3 separate regions of the Mus musculus genome follow, and all the other regions are linked to region 2. Evidence: chromatin contacts called from public HiChIP or PLAC-seq data. All regions are on one chromosome and are shown on one strand. Each heading gives the region's core, a stretch centred on a gene start, on an enhancer-like site or on the middle of the called end of the contact. The rest is flanking DNA. Distances are from core to core; before and after follow the strand shown.

Region 1 (3,892 bases), core at 49-2,548, 41 kb before region 2:
TATACATAAATGGCCTTAAAAATCCCACCAGGAAATTCTTACACCTAATAAACACTTCCAGAAAAATATGAGGATACAAAATTAAGTCACAAAAATCAATAACCTCAAGATCATGTTGGGGTAACTAACCAAGCAAGTGAAAGACTTGTATAATAAAGATTTTAAGACACTGAAGGAAGAAATTGAAGAAGATAGCAGAAGATGGAAAAGATCTCCCATGCTCAAGGATAAGGTGGGTTAATATACTAAAAATGGCCCTCCCACCAAAGCAATCCACATATTCAATGTAATCTCAATAAAAATTCCAACCCAATTCCTCACAGTAATTGAAAAAACAAATTTCAGCTTCATACAGAAACACACACATACACACACATGCACACACAAACAGCATAACTAAAACAATCCTGAATAATAAAAGAAGTGCTGGAGATTTCAGCTTCTCCAATCTCAGACTACACTACAGAGCTATAGTAATAAAAACAGTATAATGTTCGCACAAAAACAGACATGTTGAACAATGGAATCACATTTCCTACCCAGAAATTAACCTATACATTAATGGACACCAACTTTTTGACAAAGAAATCAGGAATACATACTGGAAAACAGACAGCATCTGTAACAAATGATGCTGGCCAAATTGTATGGCTATATGTAGAAAAATGAAAATAAATCCAAACTTATCACCCTGCATAAAACTCAACTCCAAATGGATCAAAGATCTCAATGTATGGCCAGATACACTAACTCTGATAGAATAAATAGTGGGGGATAGTCTTGAACTCATTGGCACAAGAAAAGACTTTCTGAGCATAACACTGCTAGCACAGACAATAATATCAACAATAAATGGACATGGTGAAACAGAAAGGCTTTGGTATGAGTAAGGACAATATCAAAGATTTCCCTTTTTTCCAACTATGTACACACCTGACAGGGGAGTAATACTGAAACCGTATTAAGAACTCAAAAAACGTGGACATCAAGAAAGCAAATAACTCAATTAAAGATTGGGTACAGATCTAAACAGACAACACTTGAAAGTGGAAACACAAATTGAAGAGGATCACAGGAACCTTGAGGAAGAGGAGGAGAAAAATTATAAGAGCCCAAGATGATGAAGGTCACCAAGGAAACATGACCACGCAAACCCAGCAGGAGTAATGCACATATGAACTCAGAGAAACTGTGTGAAGATTCTCTGCCTTTCAAGGAAACCAGAAGTTGCTGCCAAATCAAGAACAGTCCACCCCACCCACAACCCTGCCTCTGAAGAGCATTGTAGCATGCACACACTGTAGGGGCGGTTTCTGTATCTATCAGATTCTAGCAGTGTGACAAAAAAATAACTAAAATAAGCAACTCAAAAGAGGAAGGTTTATTTTGGCTCATAACCTCAGAGATTCAGTCTGCGGCTGCTCATTCATACTTTCTTGGGCATTCTTGAGAGTGCATTATGGCAGTGAGCCCTTTGTATGCTACACTTCTCACTCTGTACAGACTACAGGAAAGGATGCAGAGTAGAAGTGTCTGGGTGACAAAATCTCCTTCACAGGCATGCCCTATTCATTTCTTCCCCCATGAGTCCCTGCCTCTTAAAGTTTCTGCTGTCTTCCTACATTATTGTCAGTTGAAAGAAACACTTCAGCATATAAGTTTGGGGAAAACATTTAAAGTACAAAACAGTAATTTTTCCTTGGTCCCTAAATGCCTATGTCCCTGATATATTGCAAAATGTATCTTCCATACCCTTAACAGTTTCAACAGTGTAAAACTATCAAGTACATAGTCTGCTCTGAGAGCCAAGGCACTCTTGGTGTTGAAGTCCAGAGAAAACCACAAAGAACATTGCACATGCTTCCAATACACGGTGGCAAATGCACACTTCTCTTTCAAATAGAGAAAATGGGAAGCTGTAAAGAGAGATCAGACTAGTTTGAGAACAAAACCTAGCAGAGAAAGGTTAAATCCTCAGCCCTGTCTGGCATCCAGAGTGTGTGAGAGCAGGACTCAAGCTCTAACAGGCCTAGGCAGTCCCAGTCCTGTGGATTGGTTGGCAGCAGTTCACCTGATCTCTCTCTTTGAGGCTGAATGTACTCTTTGTTTACAGCTTTTCCAGGCAGCAGAAGTTGGAGAAGTGTGGAATATGTTTCACTCTTACATGGACTCTGGCTTCTTGAAGTGGAATGGATCCTTCCATACACTGGGTTCCCAAGACTTCTTTTGAAATCTAAGCAGAAACCTATACAATCCCACCCCACCCCACCCCCATATATACAATGCCAGTCAGAAATAAAGGGATGAAGACCCACATGCATGTGGCTGTGGTGACCTCTGAGTACCTGGATAGCTAAAACCTGAAGAAATGAACCCTAAAGAAAAACTTCTCTAGACAGCTCTGTTCAAGCAGGACGTGTCAGAACTCACTCCTCAGAACAAAGTCGTTTAAAGCAGTTTAAACCTCTTTAGCCTGTGACGAGCAGGAACTTGCCAATTCCTGCGATGGCATCCAGCTGTCTTCCTACCGTCCCATACAAAGTATGAGAGAGAGAGAGAGAGAGAGAAAGAGAGAGAGAGAGAGAGAGAGAGAGAGAGAGAGAGAGAGAGAAGAGAGAGAGAGAGAAAGAAAGAGAGAGAGAGAGAGAGAGAGAGAGAGAGAGAGAGAGAGAGAGAGAGAGTTTTCTTATATGGAGGCCAGAGATCAAAATTTGGTGTCTTCCTCTGTTGCTTTCCATTTGGTTTTTAGGCAGGATCTCTCACCAAATACTTGCTTGCATGTGAGTTCTGGGTATACACTAGATTCACTGCATCACTGTTACTAAGTTCAGTGAACTTCTCTTGCCTCTCAGGAACATCACCAACTTTGAACTGAATAGGCTTCTAGTGAGTGCAAATGGAGTGAATGGCAGGTTGATTTCGAAAATGTGATGAGATTTTCTCTTCAAATATGTGCAGGAGTTCCTTTCCAGAAAATATTATGGGGATCTTTTTGTCTGAAGCACTGTCATGTTCCTCAAAGAAAGCAGATAAGGTAGGTACCCTGTATAGTTAATTTTCTTCTTTCCCACCAAAGCTGAAGTTTCACTTGGAATGATCAGATCTTTTCAAATAAATTGAGGCACGTTCTATTTGGTCCTCACCACAGTGATAAACTTAACTCATTCAAGATGGCAAAATTGTCTACTGAGTGAGTTAATTTTTTTTTTATTCATTTTTATCTCTGGAGAGTGCTTTAAACTGCAGCCTTGCTCTCTGTTTTAAGTTAATCAGGAAGCTCAAAAATACATTTTAAAAATGTTTCCTCACCACAACCCTCTCACCTCAGTGAGCAACAGCAGAGGTTTGGTGGGTGCATCCAACTGGTTGAGCAGTTGCAAAAAAAGTCAACTGTTGAAATTGTTCCCCTTTACAAAACTGACAGAACTTACTATGTTTTCCTTATGTCTTTTAACTCTTGTAACAGCATTGTTATCACTAATATTTGACAGTCATACAGTAAATTCCAATTACATGGTGAATGAATCACTTTTGGTGACTCAGTATCAAACACTGAAATCCAGATTGACATCCTAGTAGCTGGAGCACTGTCTGTGCAAACACCACCATCCCTTTCCCAAGAGATCTTCAGCTCTTTCAGAAATAAACCAACTGTACAAATACATCATGTGCAGTATCTGTTGTTTCAAGAGATTTGCAAAAGAAAATAAATTCTTTAAAGTCACCATCATTAAAATATCTCATATAAACCAGTAACTGTGGACAGTTTGCAACATCTGTAGACTCATCAGGCTGGATGCTGGATATTGAATATTGTAAGTGGACCAGATTTGTTTTCCTGGATTACTTGATCAAGAATATCAGCAGACATGACATCTATTCTTCTTCAGAG
Region 2 (3,482 bases), core at 748-3,247:
GTTCATTGGTCGGAAGCAGGGAAACTTGGGACTCTACTTCTGATTAATATTCCAAGATCATAAGTACTTTAAATTGAATTTCAAAAATTCGTTCTAGTTCACAGTCTATCCATTTTTAAAGTTATTAGGAAGTGTGGCCATGGCAGCAGACCATACTACCTTCTTTCTCATCTACAGAGAAAGGAAAAGAAAGGAAAGATCATCAGAAACAAACCCAGGACACAGCAGAGAGAGGCTGGCTCTAGTCTCCTTCCATACACACACATACATATCTTCTGAAGAATGTTGAGCTTTGGCTAAAGAGAAGGAGGAAGAGAAGAGGAAGCAAGGAAGAAAACAGACAGGAGCATCTAGGTCTTCTAGCCTGCCTTCAGCAACTCTGCATTCTGGACTCTGCCTGTGAATAAGTCTCCTGAGATACCCAGATATCTCATGAGACAGTGCCCATTTGCAGTTAGACAGGAAAGACTCTGAGATGCTGAATGACACCCCAAAACAGGCTGGTGTTATCAACTCTGTTGTGTAGCAGGGAGCATTCCCCTGCAGTGACTGCTCAGGAGACCTTGTATCCTCTGCAGACACCCAGGCTGCTTTTCTCTTGAGCATGCCTCAGCTTCCAGATAAATGGACAGCTTGACCCAGACTACGTCACTGCTCCAGATGCCTTAACCCAGGTCTGAGTCACTGTGCATTCCATGACTGTGCTCTCACTGTCATATGACTCTTGAACCCTGGAAGTCTGTTTCAGAGTGCATGGTACTGTGCTAAAATACAGATCAAAAGCCTCGGGAGTCTCAGGACACCTCAACCCATGCTTCTTCCTACTCTTCAGACAGAGGGACACAGCATCCTGGGAGTATACTTAGATCCTCTGGGTCCTCCCCTGAAGTCTCCCAGGGCTCTGAGGGAAAGGTGGGGCTGCATTATATCAAATGAATTACCCTCAAGGTGGTCCTCTCATCTAACCCAGCTTGCCCCTCCTCCTGCATTCCTGCCTACCCTTAGGTCACTTTAAAGTTGCTTCTGAGTCCTTGAAGTGCTGTTTACTTCACCTAGAAGTTCTCCTACCCCATCCCTGTCACTGAGTTCAAACTCCTCCCCCTTCCAACTTCATTGGAACAGGACAGCCTCAGGGCCTCTGCTGTCCTACCCTAGTGCAGCTGCCCCACCCCGGGTCTGCTCATTACTCTTAAGTGTCACCTTTCTCTTACTGATTGCTGTCCACCATCGTCCATATTCTGGATCTCTGTGAAGTTAAGGGAGATGTCTGACACCCTAAGAGTAAGCACCTGGAAGCAGCGTCAGATAAAGGGATTACTCAGATAAATTCATCAAAGACATGATTACTGTCAGCATGGAGTGAACTGTTTTATAAATGGCAATGAGCAGTGCTCAAATTTGGACTAGAGACCTCCAGATGTTTAAAAGGACCTGATTTAAAAGAGTTCACTTTTGTAAGAAAGGAGGAGAGAAGGCTAAGGCAGTCAAATTGCCAATTGTAGGTACTGAGAAGAAGCACGGAAGGAGGCCTGTGAAGAGGCTGCTAACACCTTGCAGCCCCTAACCTGACTAGTAGAAGAGGAGCCAACACAGCCTAGGTCCCAGTCCCCAGGATCAGCCTCCCTGACACTTGGCCAGCTGGGGTTCCTCTTGGAGTCTCCTTTTTAAAATACCCATCACACACCAGCTCCCAGCTCTCTCTTTCCCTAACTTAATATTCCTGAGTTTCCCTCCTGGATTCAGCCTTTGTATTCTAAAACTGACTTATGGAGGTCCCACAACCCCAATCTGAGCCAGGCAAAAAACCTACCTGAGTAGCTGCTGCTCAATGTAGCTTTTTCAGCCTGGATGTCCCCTATAGCTTAACACAGCAGCCTTCCAGATTCAGCTGAGCCTTTTATTCATTCACTTCAGGGCAGGGACTTCCTGTTTAGTGCCTCTGGCCACCTACAGAGAGATAGGCTGCCTCCAGCTCTATCCTTTGCAAGAAGAGGACTGGTGAGGGTTGGGGAAAAAAAAACTGGGTGGGCCCTTAGAGGAAGGGAAAATAGCAGGAGTTTTTGCTGTGTGACAAAGAGAATCATTGCTGGATAGCATTCTTGGTTTGGGGTGGGGCATGGGGGATATGGAGGGTGCGCAGTATCAAAGCCCGTTTCCTTTTGTTTGTTTGTTTGTTTGTTCTTCTTGTTTTGTTTTTAATCAAGTCACCCTTTCTCTGTGTAGCCCTAGCTGTCCTGGGAATCTCACTCTACAGACCAGGCTGGCCTCAAACTCAGAAATCTGCCTGTCTCTGTGTCCGAAGTTCTGGGATTAAAGGTGTGTGCCACCACTACCCAGCTCAAAGCCAATTTCTTAAACACTAGTCCTACTCTCCTGTCAAATACTAATGCATTTCATGCTTTTCTCCTCAGTCATGAGCATTTCTTGTGAACAGAATATGTGCTCATGTATGTGGTATTCTATTACTAACCTGATGTTTCAGAGGCTCAGCCTTAAGTGTCCAAGGTGGCTGTGACTGGGGCACAGAGAACAGTCTTGCTACTCGATGCCATCTGTAGGAGTTGGATTGTGTCCAGAAATCTCAACTCAAGTGAGTCCACCATTCTTGAATTTGGCACAGAAAGAAATTTCATGAAGAGACAGTGTGAGATGGAGTTGGATTTATTGAGAAGCAAACACAAATATATTTAAAATGAGTAAAACACAAAGGGAAGAAAAGTAGGAAAACAGAGAATGAGACACACCCAAGCATGCAGGGCTCTCAAGGAGAGCATGGCTGCAGTGACTCAGCAGTAGCTTCATGTATGGCTTTGGTGGCTCTCAGATGTTACATCTTACAAAGTTGCTGAGAAACTCTCAATCTCCTTTATAGCTAATAGAGAGCCAGTATTTCTTTGTTTAGTTATTTAAGGACAAGCTTTTAAAACTACAAAGAATGAGGCTATATGAGGGCAAACTCATAAGCAGAACTTCCAGGCAGAAAGAAGTCTTGCTAGGAAATAGGAACATTAGGAGGACTTCACAGACCCAGGAAAGGCTCATCCTGTCTACAGGATCATTCATTTACTTCTCCTAGACAATATCAAATTTTGGTTTGGTTGAGCCTGAGAGCTCACACAGTTTCAACCTCTGTGGTGCACTCAGTCTAGATAAAGCTTTCCACTCCACGTGCTCTCCGTATAACCTATGGATGGGAGCTTTTCTCCCAACTCTTCCTCCCTGAAGCCCACTGGGGTGCATTTTGGATTTCTCCAGAGTGCTCATCTTCTCTGCTCAGCTCCATTTTCCACAAGAGTCTGCTAACCCCTCACCCAGCAGGGAGTGAGCACAGCTATATGACCTTTAGCCTGTGGCTCTCTTGCTCATCTTGCTTGGGGAAAGGTTTGGCTTCCTCTGCAACCTCTGTCCTTATCTGTCCTCCACGAGCAGTAGGGGATTTCAACCTCCTATTTCTTTGTTTCTCCTATTTCCTTGCTTTGACC
Region 3 (3,717 bases), core at 167-2,666, 45 kb after region 2:
TCTATGCTGCTCTGCTTGAAGAAAAAGGGAAGACCACCAAGAAACTGTAGATGGATTCAGGCACTCAGATGGGAGCATCATAAGCAATTCATGGGAGCCATCTTTGAGGTGTCAGGTGTGTGTCAAGGTCATTACTCCAGGAAATCGTAAATGAACATCACCCCTGTCTCTCAGTGGAGAAACATGAGTAGGTAAAGAGGCTTAGGAGCCATCTATCTCAAGGCAGCTCACTGTGGAAGGAAGAGTTTTGGGAGTTTCCTTTATCCTGCCCATGGAGGAGTGCCCATCTCCCTGACACAAGTCCTCTATGTGCCCCTCTCTCTGTCTTTAATATTTTCTAATCCACTGGAGTCATGTTCTTATTCTTATAAGTATGCTCACTCTGCCCTGTATTTAAATGTTTAATCATGTTTCCTTTATTGGTGGTGCCTGGAGTACTACCTTATTGTTTCATCCTTCTATTCCAGTTGCTTCTAGGAACCATGACTTAATCTCACTTCTGGTTCTTTCATCATTCCATGGAGTTTGACTTCCAGTCCAATATACCCCAAAACTCTCCCCAAGGAGTCATTAGTACACTATCCTCTACACAGCCAAACATACACAGAGCTTATTCTATTTTCTTCAGTGGTGACATTTAGTCCTTCAGTTTGGACTTTCCTGATTTTCCAAGTGACCTTTCCACTATTGTTTTTCCTCTTCCTCCACATCCTTTATCCTGCTCTGAGGTGCTTGAACATTCCACTCCTATGCTATAGTGTTCTTGAACAGAACAGGACAAGTTTTAACTGGTCTTGTGAGTGTAAAAGGAGATTAATATTCTGTATATATCAATTAATGCTGGAAATTAATACAGACACAGTTGCTCCTTAAACAGCTACTTCCCCAAATAACCACAGAAAGACCTTATAATATCTCAAAGCCTATGCCTTGGCTGGGCATACACTCAACTAGCTCATCTAGTTAACCTGATCACTTATCCAGCAGGTGGCTAGCTATACTTTCTAGCCCTGTAGTCATATCCATCTCCCAGCTCGTGTCTCTTTGTGAAAAGCCTTTCTTTTTATTCTCACCAGAGTTCCTTTCTCCCTATGAGGAAGGTTCATCTTCCTCTCTCTACCGCCCAATCATATGATTTAGCCTTTTATTGACCCATTAACTAAAGCAAGGTTTGCACAACAAAAGCTGGTTGATGTGTGTGAAAATACACCAACACCAGACCAACTCCAACACGTGAGCTATAGACATTATTAGTCATGAAGCTGATGTGGGCCCCTTCTCTAGTTCTGAAACTAAGTCATCTAAATTTTTATCTCCTCATTATTTGCATTTTTCCCTTTCATATAACATACTGATCTAATGTGCACACTAAAGTCCACCCAGTGATTTCGATTCGAGTAGTGCACACCAAGGTTGAATGTCATCACATTCTCTTTGCCCAGAGAGTGACCACAAACACAAATGAGAAGGCAGAGCCTAAGAGAAACCACAACAGAGTGATACATGAGGGATGATTCACATGTTCAACTTGATGGATTCTAGAATCACGTGGGAGATGAACCACACCTGTTGATTAGGTTAATTGAGATAACAATACTTATCCAGAGAGGGCAGCCTCATTCCATGGGCTGGGGTCTTAAATGAGTAAAAAGAAGAATTTGAGCCGAAAATACTTTGCTTTCTTCTTCCCAAATGTGGATGCAAAGTTCCCACTTGCCTCAAGTTCCTGACATTATGATGGACTATAACCTTGAGTCGTGAGCGTCAAAACTGAATTCCTCTTTCCTTAAATTGCTTTTCTAAGTTATTTTGACACAGCAACAAGTAAAATAGCTAATATGCTTTGCAATGTTGGATATTCCTAATTATCTATGGGTTGGAACAACTGGATGAGGATGTGTGTCCAACATTGTGCATCATCGAGCAGAGCAAAAGTCATTATGCTGAAGCCTTCTGTGCTCTGCTGAGACATCTGTCATCAGTCTCACAACCCTGCCAACCACTGATCTTTTCTCTTTGTAGTTTCACCTTTTTTATAATGTCAAATCACTTTAATTGCATAGAATGGCCCTTTTAATTCAGTAATATACACATAAGGTTCTTGGATGTCTTTATATGGCTAGGTATATTGTTTTCAGGAATGAGTAACAGTCCATAGTGTGGTTGTGAGACCTTGGTCTTTTCCTCTGAAAGCATTCAGCTATATCTCCACTGACATTTGAAAAAATACCAAATCCTATGATTCAGAGACTGAGTGTGTTGATCTACCCAAATTAATTCTCACACTGGGGTTTCTTTTTCTCTTTTAGTCTAGGGGGCACCCCCATAAACAGTTTATTAAGATGAGGACATATATAATCACATCTGTGTTTTACATCCTGACCACATATGAGAATTACATCATGGGAGGCTATTGTTATGGGCAATGGTGAAAAAGAGGTGTTTCAGGGTCTGCTTGTGATCCAACACAACTGAAAAGTCAGTTCAGGAAATAAATGATTATTGCTATCAAGCCACTACTGATTGATCAGGGATGCAAAACAGACTTGGGAGTTGAACTGTGACTGTAAGCCAAAAAATTACAGAGCTTTTAAGTATAAAAATAAATCACAAAAGCCACATTTGTGGGGTTTTTGTCAAGTTACAGTTTGATTTCCTACCCATCACGATTCAGGGACAGGGGACTTTCCTAGGAACATTTCTTCGTGGTATACTATTCTATTCTCATTTGCGGCTTTATTCATCTGTAGTGGGACAACTTGCCAAGCGTTCATGTCAAACAGGATTTCAGGGAGGTCTTGGGATATTAAACTTCTTTGAGCCCCTATTGAAAATGGAAGTTTTATTCAAAATGGCTTCAGTTTGGTTGGGACCTTGACAGGCAGAACACACAGGCCTAGACACACATTTTCAGTAGCCTCATCAGGTTCAATCCCATGATTCAGATGCTTTAGAAACCAGTCCGAGATCCCCCTTTCATCACTCACACCTCTGTATCTGATGCCTCCAAGGGTCTCTGTCAAAGGCAAAGCTAGATGCCAATTAAAACTTTAAGAAGCCACTTTAATCATTGCATATAAGTAAGAGGGTCCAGCATGAGCCAAACACAAGTTTGTAGAGATGATTGGAAGCTTTAACAATTGAAGGAGGAAAGGGGATATAGGTAAGGAAAAGGCAGTTGGAGGAATGGAAAACAAGAATTTGAAAGTACAACCAGGATAGTAATGGAATATCCACATTTGGACTCAATCTCTCCACTGAGACTGGGACACAAGTCTATGGGATTTCTCATCCTTGAGAAAGGCACTGATGTATAGCAGAGGATCATACTTACATGAGTCAAAGGATAAGAAATGAGTCAGAATTCTAATTCAAGTTTAGTAAATGCTTTCAAAAGGGGGGTTAGGGCTTATGTTCAGGTATTTGGAGAAACAACTTGTAAATTCTTGAGCTTTCTCAGGCAGGTACCTGATGGTTATTTGCTTTCATCCTAGGGCCAACGCCTTGAGCTGTTAGAAATCATGATAAGTATTAGTTCACATCTATTAATGTAGAAGGGGAGAGAATCCAAGTATTTGTGCTGACTATGTAGTGTATATAGATCAAAGTTGAGGCCTGGTGGAGATGGGAACCAAGCAGAACCTACTGAGCAAAGACCCATGGCCTATTGCTGCTCTATTCCCAGTCAACCTCAGATGTGCTTTCTCTAACACTTGT

Evidence for each region. HiChIP or PLAC-seq counts read pairs in DNA pulled down with a chosen protein or histone mark.
Region 1: a BATF HiChIP or PLAC-seq map of CD8 T cells shows a contact between it and region 2, with 13 read pairs. The contact joins the enhancer-like site here to the promoter of Serpinb9b in region 2. A contact is called at or near these places in 1 of 39 promoter capture datasets (macrophages), 3 of 15 datasets of contacts at CTCF or cohesin (CD8 T cells, the NIH/3T3 cell line and large pre-B cells), 5 of 484 Hi-C or Micro-C datasets (LSK cells, frontal cortex, liver and 2 more), 7 of 115 datasets of contacts at active chromatin or transcription factors (CD8 T cells, effector CD8 T cells, embryonic stem cells and 4 more) and 5 of 9 other capture datasets (adipose tissue, bone marrow-derived macrophages, embryonic stem cells and 2 more).
Region 3: a contact with region 2 is called in a BATF HiChIP or PLAC-seq map of CD8 T cells, with 11 read pairs. The contact joins the enhancer-like site here to the promoter of Serpinb9b in region 2. A contact is called at or near these places in 2 of 39 promoter capture datasets (macrophages and second pharyngeal arch cranial neural crest), 2 of 484 Hi-C or Micro-C datasets (liver and nephron progenitors), 3 of 115 datasets of contacts at active chromatin or transcription factors (CD8 T cells, embryonic fibroblasts and pancreatic cancer cells) and 4 of 9 other capture datasets (adipose tissue, embryonic stem cells, liver and 1 more).

What each region holds. Positions count from the first base shown.
Region 1 is chr13:33,065,732-33,069,623 of GRCm38.p6, reverse strand. It overlaps the pseudogene Gm18316. Among named protein-coding and RNA genes, the nearest start is that of Serpinb1b, 16 kb to the left of the region's middle. Within about 2 kb of position 1,298, at least 44 of the 459 cell types and tissues checked have an H3K27ac peak or open chromatin away from gene starts, as enhancers often do. A contact at or near this core is called in CD8 T cells, bone marrow-derived macrophages and memory CD8 T cells, where this site is marked.
Region 2 is chr13:33,025,929-33,029,410 of GRCm38.p6, reverse strand. Serpinb9b (serine (or cysteine) peptidase inhibitor, clade B, member 9b) reads right to left here and starts at 1,997. Exons shown (of 7, transcript NM_011452.3): 1 at 1,811-1,997.
Region 3 is chr13:32,980,585-32,984,301 of GRCm38.p6, reverse strand. No RefSeq gene overlaps it. Among named protein-coding and RNA genes, the nearest start is that of Serpinb6b, 17 kb to the right of the region's middle. Within about 2 kb of position 1,416, at least 9 of the 459 cell types and tissues checked have an H3K27ac peak or open chromatin away from gene starts, as enhancers often do. A contact at or near this core is called in CD8 T cells, where this site is marked.